2 separate regions of the Mus musculus genome follow, and region 1 is linked to region 2. Evidence: chromatin contacts called from public capture Hi-C data. All regions are on one chromosome and are shown on one strand. The core of a region is the stretch at or near the end of the contact, and the rest is flanking DNA. Distances in the headings are between cores, read along the strand shown. Region 1 holds the start of Abcc9 (ATP-binding cassette, sub-family C (CFTR/MRP), member 9). Region 2 holds the start of Iapp (islet amyloid polypeptide).

Region 1 (5,498 bases), core at 2,718-5,217, 400 kb after region 2:
GCACAAGGGACTATGATCAGTAGCTGCTTCTCTCTGAAGAATAATGATGTCAAGCAGTTAAGACACGTTGAATTCAGCTCCTGACAAGTTAAGGAAGACTCCTCAGGTCTCAGTCAGACATCTTGGGCCCTGTGCAATTCAATGGCTTCATTATAGACACAGAGTAGCTGGGCTGTCAGCAAGCTAATTTTAGAAAGGTTTATCATCTGCAAAGAAACTTAGTATCCTTTAATCTACCTCCCACCGCATTCTCCTCCTCCCTCCTTAGGGAAGAAACAATATATTTTCTCTTCTTTACTTTGTGTGTGTGTGTGTGTGCGCGCACACACACGCGAACTACAGCAGGCATATGGTACAGCAGGCATATGGAGGCCAGAGGTCAGCTTACAGGAGTCAGTTCTTTCCTTCCCCCATCTGGGTTACATGTTCAAACTCAGGTCATCAGGTCTTAGCAGCCACTGGCTCTACTTCCTGAGCCCTCCCACCAGACTTGATGTACAATGTACTTTCTTTGCATTATCTAAGCACCATGGTAAAGACTTTTCTATGGTACAGGCTTTACCACATTTATACATCTTTTCATCAGTTGATGCACATTTGAACCTTCTGGCTGTTATGAAAACACCACTAGAAATATTCCTAACTTCTGCAGAAGTTAGCTACCTGCTGAGTTGGAAACCAGAGTCCCAGTGAGAGAGCACAGACCCACTATGGCTTTGTTTTTTAGTAGATCTTTCTCTTGGGTATGCTGAAAAGACAGTAGAGCCTCAAAGCTATGCTCCATCAAAGAAAGACTCTAGGATCCCAACTTGCCTTTCATCCATCTAAAAGCCTTTGTGTGGAGTCTACTATTCAGTTGGCATCTGCTTCGTTCCCAGTAATATCAGAAGTCCTCAGAGCAAGCACATCACGGCAGTGATGCTTGGGGTATCTTACAGTACACTGCATTAAGCCTCAGGAAAACTCATTCATTTGTCAATCAGTAGACAACTTGGGATCCACACTCACAGGTCAGGTTTATAATCTGTGCTTTCCACTCTGTCCCTGCCCACCCACCTCCCTAGATAACTGATCTTAGCTATTCCTGTTAAAACAAATAGCAGTTTAAGAGTTTAACCTCACCAGACTTTCTTTTCCATATTTATGTTGGATTCTGGGTTAATTAAAAGTTAATATCACATCAACAAATAGTACCTTTCTTATTTTTCTTTTCGTTGATAATTAACTTAGTCATGGACATTATATTTTCCCTAAAAACAAGACAAATAATATGACACAGAGAACAGTACATAAATTGTTGGAAAAATCAAATTCCCCTCAAATGTTGTAGAAATCATTGCTTGAATATAATATAAGTAACTAGTTGGAAAGCTTGTATGGCTATAGCCCAAATGTTTGTATATAGTCTCTTACACAGATTATGTCTGATAAACCCATTTTTTATTAAGTCACTTATAGGCTCTCTAGTTGAGGTCTTTTTTTTATAAAATTATATTTTTAAAACAAATAGTTTAAAAAGATTTGACTATAGATTTGGTAAAACATTACCACTTCATAAAACTCATATGGGAGAAAGAATTGAATTTTTTTTAAATAATGACAAAATGGAAGCTATATGTTCATATATATACATTAGTAAATATTTTTGATAAAGATGGAAAACCAATCAAAAAATAACAGCCAGCAATGAGGCTTTTAAGACTAGTCCCTCATTTAGTGGAAATGACAAAATGAGACGTTAAGTCATTTACTTGCTTATTTGTCTGTCTGTCTGCACAGTGCAGCGCAGCGCAGGAGACCAAACCCAAGGCATCAAACATGCTGGGCCAATGCTCTGTCACTGAACGACATGTCCTGTCCCTAGCTCTATGATAGCATTCCACAAAAACATCTAGATTTTGTTCCCTCTGCTATGACCTCTGTGCCCTACCCTGCTTCCCACCCTCTCTGCTCCTTACACAGATGTCCATGTTTCCTTTTGACATCTCTTCTACTCACCCCTCTTGACCTTCAGATTCCTTTCTCTAAAGCCACTGTGCAGGAAGAAGGTTCTAATAGCCAGCTACATCAACAGCCAAAAGTAGGAAAAGAGGAAGTTTACTGCAGATACTATATTAGGTGTTGTGTCCATCAAAGATATTGAATCAAGATGGTGTGTGTGTGTGTGTGTGTGTGTGTGTGTGTGTGTGTGTGTGTGAACATCTGTGCATCTTGTTCTAGGATTTGAATCCAGATCCTCATGATGTCAGGCATTCACCCTACAAACCAAACTATACCCCAGCCTTCTAATAAATCCTTAAATTTCCAAACAGCGTCTGGTCTGTGGTTCCCTTCCAGAGCTCAGGCTGTTGTAAGCACTTGAGGAAGGCCATACACTGATGCTCTTGAGGGTCAGACTGTCACCTGCCATCCATTGCTGGTGCCCCTCCCCCTGTATCTGTTTAGGCTCAGTTTGTGCACGAAAGTGACAGCAACAAGGAGGAAAGGGACCATAGGGGAAAGCAGCCCATCTTCTCCCCACGAGCATAATCCCTCTGGAAGGCGGTCAAGTGCTTACAAGAGTCGTTGGGGATGGGGACTTGGAAGGAGCCAACTTCAAAACAGATCAAAAGTGAGACTTTGGCTGTGGGGTAGCCTGCAGGACAGAACACAGAGGGAAGAGGAGTCCTCTTGTTTCCTGCGGAGAATAGCAACAGCAGCGTGCTTGGCCCTGGCCCTGCACTGTGAGACGTTCCCCAGCCCCTGGTATGCATAAAACATGGTATCCGTTCAAAACTCTAGTAATGTATCTATCAACTCTTCTGATACTTCTACAGAGGAACAAAGGTTAACTGAAGTAATTCCAAAAACTGCTAAGATATTAAAAGATATCAGGAACTAAACGCTAGTTACTTTTGCCAGCCACTTAAGACTGAGTGAGAAGCAGCCACCTCCCTGCTCACCCGGCAGCGACTGTCAGTTGTGACCCCATTGACAGTGTCAGCCAAGCTCGGGCTCTGGACACATCTAAAGCAAACATGCACGGGATAGCTTTCCTTCTTGCATGTGGAACAACTCACCCCTGAGCTACTGAGCGCTTAGGCAAAGCATCCTGAATGAGAAGCTCACCTCTGAAAGGCACCTAAGGCAGCGACGACCCACCCACGACGTGCCCAGGATGTCCACCCTCCGCCAAAGCAAATGCTGCAATCGTTTCACTGAACTTGCTCAGTGGAGACCTCACAAAATGCGTAGATGTGTCTGGCTGTCTAACTAGCTGTCTGGCTGGTTCTATACAGATCCAAGTAGGAAATTTCCTAGCAAGAAAATGACCACGGACTTGATCCATTATCGAGTCTTAGTCCATGCGTTTACCCTCCAGGGGCTATGACGTTCTGTGACACAAGAAAGACAATGCTGGGGACCCCTGCGCAGATAAGATTGTTTTTAGACACTGTAACCAACGCGGAGCAAACAAGCAAACAATAAATAAATAAATAAATAAATAAATAAATAAATAAATAAATATACCTTGGCTTTGGCTCCAGGGCTTAGTCCCCCTACTGGTGCACTTGAGCTACCAACAGCCTGCCCACCGTCTGAAGATGTAAATTTCTCCTAAAGAGCAAAGAGTAACAAATTTAGTAGAGAAAAAGCTGCTGCGTGAATTGTAAAGGGGAATGGCTAACAAAGTCTCTCTCTATATATATATCAGTGACATCTTTCCCTGTTTCCAGCCGGTTTCGGCTCCAGCCGGCAGGATTGTGTAAGTCAAACTTTGGAAACCTGATCCCACCTTCTCGCCAGCAAGTCCCCTGAATCCTAGAAATAGCGAATGCCTTTACTGACGGAATACTAGATCAAAATCAACAGCTTACAGCCAGTGACTCCTCAGAGTGGTTGGGGATCTCTCTGTAGCAAGCCGAGGAGCTCACGCACTCCATGGGACGACAAGTTTTCCTCCCGGGTCAGCAGCCGGCGAGTGGATTATTTTTAGGGTGGTGGGAGGCCAGCTGCTGCCTCCTATCGCGTTTCTCCTCCGCTGCGCTGCGCTGTGGCCTGGGGCGGACACTGCCGCGCCCTGGCAGGAAACTGCAGGCACCCCAGACGCCTGAGGCGGGGACCCTCCCCATCCAGGACCCTCTTCACCCCCACCCTCCTTGCCCGGATCATCCCTACCTGGGACCCTCCATCACTCCGGCCATTCCCATTCAGGACCACCCTCCCCCAGACCCTCCACACCACTCCCCACTCCTCCGGAGCTGCTCCTACGGGTGAGCGCAGTGAAGATGTGCCAAACTCACGCCATATGTGGATCCCCCAAGACTCCACCAGAAAGCGGAACTTGCAAAAACCGACCCCCAGACCCTCAAAGAGGAGGCTTATCAGATATGAAAACATGGAAAGTATCAGCTCTGCAGGCAGCCTTAGCTTTAGCCACCAAAAAATGATTTAAAAGTGCCATCCATTCGCCCAGCTTCGCCCCCAGCAGGACTGAGAACTGAATAGTTCATTCTAGGCAAAACAAACTGCCACCAGGCATGCTTGTCTCACTTGGATGGGCAGGCACAGGGCAGAATCTTTCAGTGACCCGGGGAATTTGCCTGCTGGTCCAGACTAATGGACCAATGGCACTTGTCTGAGCACTCCAAAATTTGAGTTTGATTTCAAGTTTCAGCATCAACAGTATTTTTTATTTGTTCATTTGTTTCATCGCTTTCACAAACAGATATAATTAACTCTTAAAATAACAAAACTTGCTTAAAACAATATCTATTGAAGGCAGACTGTGGTTGGTGTTCTTCTGAAATGCCATCATTTGGGGGAAAGATGCAGGGAGTTCAAAGCAAGAAGCAGACACATAGCAGGTTAGAAGCCAGCTACACACACACACACACACACACACACACACACACACACACACACACACACACACACACACCCGCTTTTGATATAGATATGCATGTATATGTGACACTCCACAATAACTTTTCCTCTGGTGGTAAGGGGTGAATTTTAAATTAAAAAAAAATTTTTTTTGAGGGGGTGAAGGTTAGACACCCTGGCTTGGACTCAAACTCGCAGTAATCCTCCTGGCTCAGCTTCTAGATTGTTACGATTACAGATATGAGCCATGATCACACTGGGTAATTTTTGGCCTCAGTAACTCTTGAATAAACTCTCGAGATTCCCAAGGGCCAGTTTTGAGTCCTTTGCAGTAATCAGTGTTCGTAGCAACCGTCCTGATCAGATAAAGGCTCGTCAGCCTGGCGGGCTGGTGCCTTCGAGGTTCCTCATGCTGTCCCTAAAGTTGAACTCAGCACCCCATGGCCTCCTGGCCTCCAGAAGTTGCTGCTCAGAAGCTGACCCCAGCACAGCATGCCCCAGAGGAGATGAGAATGGAGTCACTTTCTGGGAAGGTCCTTGCAGCCTTGGCCAGCTTCCAGAGCCAGAATGTACCACTTCCAGGGGCCTCCAAGGCCAGAAAGAGCTGGCACCTACGATGATCCTGGACTGAT
Region 2 (4,834 bases), core at 2,212-4,711:
AGGAAAGGAAAGGAAAGGAAAGGAAAGGAAAGGAAAGGAAAGGAAAGGAAAGAAAGAAGAAGAGAAGGGAAGGGAAGGGAAGGGAAGGGAAGGGAAGGGAAGGGAAGGGAAGGGAAGGGAAGGGAAGGGAAGGGAAGGGAAGGGAAGGGAAGGGAAAAGAAGAGAAGGGAAGGGAAATGGGTCAAACATATTCCCTTGCAGAGGAGTAACATCACTGGATTTTGATAAAATTATTACTGAACACTTAGAATTGATACCTCCATAAACAAATACATGTATTTTCAAAGTTTAGGTAAGTTTCACTCACCAAATGACTGATGGACTAAAATATTATATGCACTGACTTTGGGGAACATCAGTCAAACTGAAGAATACACAGCTTCACTCACAAACCCCCACAGATCCCTAATGGGTCAGAAAATCTCTGGGGCCTGAGACTATATACCCCTCCATTTAAGCCATTGTCCAAAGCCTTCCCTACCAATCTCTACCTGTCAACAAGATCTCCTCATAGTAAATTCTTACTAATTCATTGCTACCACCAACTTTTTAGTTTTGTGTTTCTTCCAAGCAGATACATATCTTAATAGTGGTTCTTTAGGTGTTTATTCTTTTTAAGATTAAAAGTACCTGTTCGTATCTGTACAGAATTATAACACACACAATGCAAAGAGGTAAGTATATTAAGTCTAAAGAACTTTTTGGAATATTTCATGAAATATTATAACTTCCTACTCAAATGAATACCACAGAAAACAATTTAAGTAAGAGAAATAAAATGAGCAAATTAATCAGACTCACTCCATGCAAGACTCATTAAGATTTTGCCCCTATATTCAGGACAACCTCCCTACTCCATGTTCATATAAACCTAAAGATACAGTTTATTTCTGGGATGTTCATGGGGGAGAGTCCCACAGTTCCCCAAGCTCTAGCCAGTAGAGAGATTTAGCTTTGGGCTGCTGGGCTGCACTGGCTTCACAGGTTGGCTGACTCTAGCTGAAATGGTCACTCGAGCATCCCTGACTACATGCTATCCTAGGCTGAAATGCCCTTAGGATGATTTCATTGTCACTCTCTCCATTAGTATCTGCTGAAGCCTCTACACCAGCTAGACCTGAGGGTTTATCCAGTGGGAACTTAATCCACCTCACCTCTAAGTCACCTCTCCAACCCTTATTCAGTTCAGTGTCTGAAACAAAAGAGATGCTGGGGGGCTGAGGCTATCACTCAGTGGTGGAGGGAGCCTAGTGTTCAGGGAACCTTCGGTTCAATCCCATCTTGGGAAGGCTCAAGTTTATATACTTAAAATGCAGGTTTTCCACTCTGATGATAAATATAGCCCAAAATACATCAGATGAAAATTCATAGGCCAAGAATAAAGAAAAGATCAAAAGGGTTTCTACAGAGTTTTATAAAATTCACACAGTATAATCAGGAACTACTTCTCTCTATAAGGACACCACTTTTCTTTTTAGACATACCAGTGGTTAAGCTGGTATGGCTAGTTAAGTGGTTATAGCTGACATATAATGTCTTCAAGAGTAAAAATAAAAAGTATATGCTACCTATCATACATAAGGATACACTTTTAGGCAAGTGAACTTAAACTAAAACCCAGGAGTGGCATTTGCAATACAAGCACTTTGGAGATGAGGCAAGATTAAGAGTTCAAGGTCATCCTCGACTATGGAGTTGAATACCAGACTGGGCAACATGAGGCTGCATGTCAGAACAATATGGAATCTCTTAAATGGAATAAGGATATGATTAGAAACAGAAGACCATGAATTTTCCTGTGCTCTTTCTCTTAGAAAGCTGTTGTAGGACAAACTCCATTTAAATAAGGTATCAGGGGCTGAGGAGACAACTCAGTCAGTAAAGAGCTTGAGTCACACAAGAACCTGCCTTTAGGACCTCTATAAACTGTAGGGAGTGATGGTATGTCCATCATATCCCTGAACTAGAGAAGCTGAAAATCGACGCCCTTGCCAGCCATAGTAGCTTAACTGATGAGTTCCAGGTCAATGATAGCTTCTGTATCAGTGAAGACAACTTAGCCCTTCTAAGGCTGACTCCTGAGGTTGTCCTCAGGCCGCTACATAAAGGCACTCAAGAGACTGGAGGCCCCAGGGAGTTTGGAGGTCAGGTGGGGAGGGGGGCAACCACGTGGAGATGGGGGGGGCTGGGGAGGAGGTGTGGAATGTGGAGCAATGGGAGAGTGGTTAGGGGCAGGGAATGGAATATGGAGTGTAAAAAATAAATTAATTTTAAAAAAAACACTTAAACGTGAACACATACAGTCAACCAACTACTCAATGAACCAATCAATCAATAATGATTAAACGATATGTGCCTATGTAAAATGAGGTGTCTGTCTAATTCCTGATAAATAAATCTTTAGACAGAAAGATTTGGTGTTCTGCATATCTTTATGAATGACGTTTGCTTTCCTTTAAAGATGTACATTGTTTCTTTACCCGTAGAGATTCTCATACATGCATACAAATGTGCCTTGAACAAATTCAACCCCGTTCTTCCCTCCAGCTGCTCCCAGAATGCTCTGTACTTCACACACTCCCTCCAAATTCCCTGTAGATTTTTTTTTAAATCTGAGTCCAGTTATTTTTTCCTTTTATGTACTTTTTATAGTAATTGAATAATGCAGTTTATTGTATGGGTTTTTTATTGACTTGTTTAAATTAATTTACTTTTTACACTCTGTATTCCATTCCCCACCCCACTCCCCATCCACCCTCCGACTGCTCCACATCCCATACCTCCTCTCCACCCACCCCCTTCTCCATGTGGATGCCCCCAACCCTCAACCCACCTGACCTTTAAACTCCCTGGGGCCTCCAGGCTCTTGAGGGTTAGGTGCATCATTTCAGAAGGAACACATACCAGGAAGTTCTCTACTGTATGTGTGTTGGGGGCCCCATATCAGCTGGTGTGTGCTGTCTGTTTAGTAGTCCAGTGTTTGAGAGATGTCGGGGGTCCAGTTTATGTACTTTTTAAAAACAGTTCTTACTGTGGTATGATAAAATGTTTCTGAGTATCCATGACACTGAGAAAATGGATCATTTGCCCTTGGCTATGACTTCTCCATTTCCCTAGCATTCTCTTTGCATATAAATACACTTTATTGTTATTCCTAATTACTATCTTTTAAAAAGTCACTTCCTTACTGTCAGACTTAATTGTTCAAAAATTCACTTGTATCTCACAAAAAAAAAAATGAAACTCTAAACGCCTACGGCCCCTGATGCGCCATCACCCACACAAAGGCACTCAGTATGTGGTCTACTAATATTTACCTAAGTGTTAATGTGTTGATGGCCCACCTGCTCCATCTGCCAATGAAACCCTTTCATCTACAGGATGGACATTAATGACAGTCTCTCTGGTGACAGAGCTAAGCAAGTTGAAGGATATATAAGAGCCAGCTTGCTAATTGCCAAGTCGTGCATGCAGACTTGGGCTGTAGTTCCTGAAGCTTCAGGCTGTCAAAGCATTTTCTGATATTGCTGCCTCGGACCACTGAAAGGTAAAGGATACCCTGTGCTTGGGAAGATAATACTTAGTAAAAGAAAACAATCTTTGTGTTACCTGTAGGACGCACGCATTTCAGGAAAAAGAGTAAAAGAATAGTGTATGGTAATAGAAATTCTCAGGTTGTTTTACAAAGAAAATTGAACATTTGGTACTATTTCAAAGGTGTTGAGCATCAGTAAAAAAAAAAAAAAGGAAAAATAACAGAGATCTTTGTAAAATACATTTTAAACTTTCTTTGATGGTTCCAATTTACACTTGCATCAATCAGAACAGAAAGAGGTAGCTTGATTTCTGTGGGTTTTTTTTTTTTCTTTTCAGGGATCTTGAGAAATGATGTGCATCTCCAAACTGCCAGCTGTCCTCCTCATCCTCTCTGTGGCACTGAACCACTTGAGAGCTACACCTGTCAGAAGGTTGGTGACCTGAAGATTTCTACTTCTTTTGAAAAATGTGGGGAAATCAGAATTCTGCACTGCTATGTAAACCATTCCATTTCTAAGCAAATCCTGGCTATGAGAAGTACTTAAAGCTAAGTGGTTTCATAACCCTGTGTTCTTTAAGGACAAGGTCAGCAACTAAGGATTGATGTTTAATAGACAGGCATGCTTAGAGACGTCTGCCTGAACATGTTTTAGGACATACAGGGGCAAACCCAGGGTGGGGTGGTGGGGCAACTGAAACACGGACATCCACACTGAGTGACTGCAGTACTAAAAGAAACTGAAGGAATTCCATCAACAAAAATTTTAAAAAAATGTTTTTATATCAGTTGGAATTCTGGTGGATACTAACAGGTTCTTCTCCCTCTTCCAGAGGGTCTGTAAGTATATTTTACTTTAAAAAAATAGGAAGCAAATGAATGATTTTAAGAAGTTAAATTTCAAAATTAGTTTTAAAGTCATTCGAAAGTCATTCCATACTGTGACATTACAGAGTTATAAGAAGTTATTTTTACATCAGAAAATGACTTTTGAGCCCCTGTGGATATAAATTAGTGAAACCTGAAATGTTTGTAATGTGTAGACTATACATACTTATAATTTCTGAGGAAGGTTTGTTGGAAATTTCAAAGGTAAATAAAGAAAACTAAATGGTAGTTTGAAGAAATCTAAGGTAATTTAAGACAGCTGACAGAATAATAGTAATTACAACCTTCAAATGGAAGCCACTTAAAACTGTAATTTTCCATCTATTTAAAAGATTCCTGAGTCCAAATCTCTGAATCTCATTTAAATAAGGTAATGAGAATTTGTGCCTAAATCAATTTGCTCCATATATT

Evidence for each region. Capture Hi-C pulls out chosen DNA fragments and counts their contacts.
Region 1: a capture Hi-C map of embryonic stem cells shows a contact between it and region 2, with 3 times the contacts expected there. The contact joins the promoter of Abcc9 here to the promoter of Iapp in region 2. A contact is called at or near these places in 2 of 39 promoter capture datasets (embryonic stem cells and stem cell-derived epiblast-like cells) and 1 of 9 other capture datasets (embryonic stem cells).

What each region holds. Positions count from the first base shown.
Region 1 is chr6:142,698,307-142,703,804 of GRCm38.p6, forward strand. It overlaps Abcc9 (ATP-binding cassette, sub-family C (CFTR/MRP), member 9), which reads right to left and starts at 3,968. Exons shown (of 40, transcript NM_011511.2): 1 at 3,858-3,968; 2 at 3,511-3,597.
Region 2 is chr6:142,294,964-142,299,797 of GRCm38.p6, forward strand. Iapp (islet amyloid polypeptide) reads left to right here and starts at 3,462. Exons shown (of 3, transcript NM_010491.2): 1 at 3,462-3,547; 2 at 3,874-3,968. The coding sequence starts at 3,886. The region is part of intron 1 of Slco1a5 (solute carrier organic anion transporter family, member 1a5); the gene reads right to left.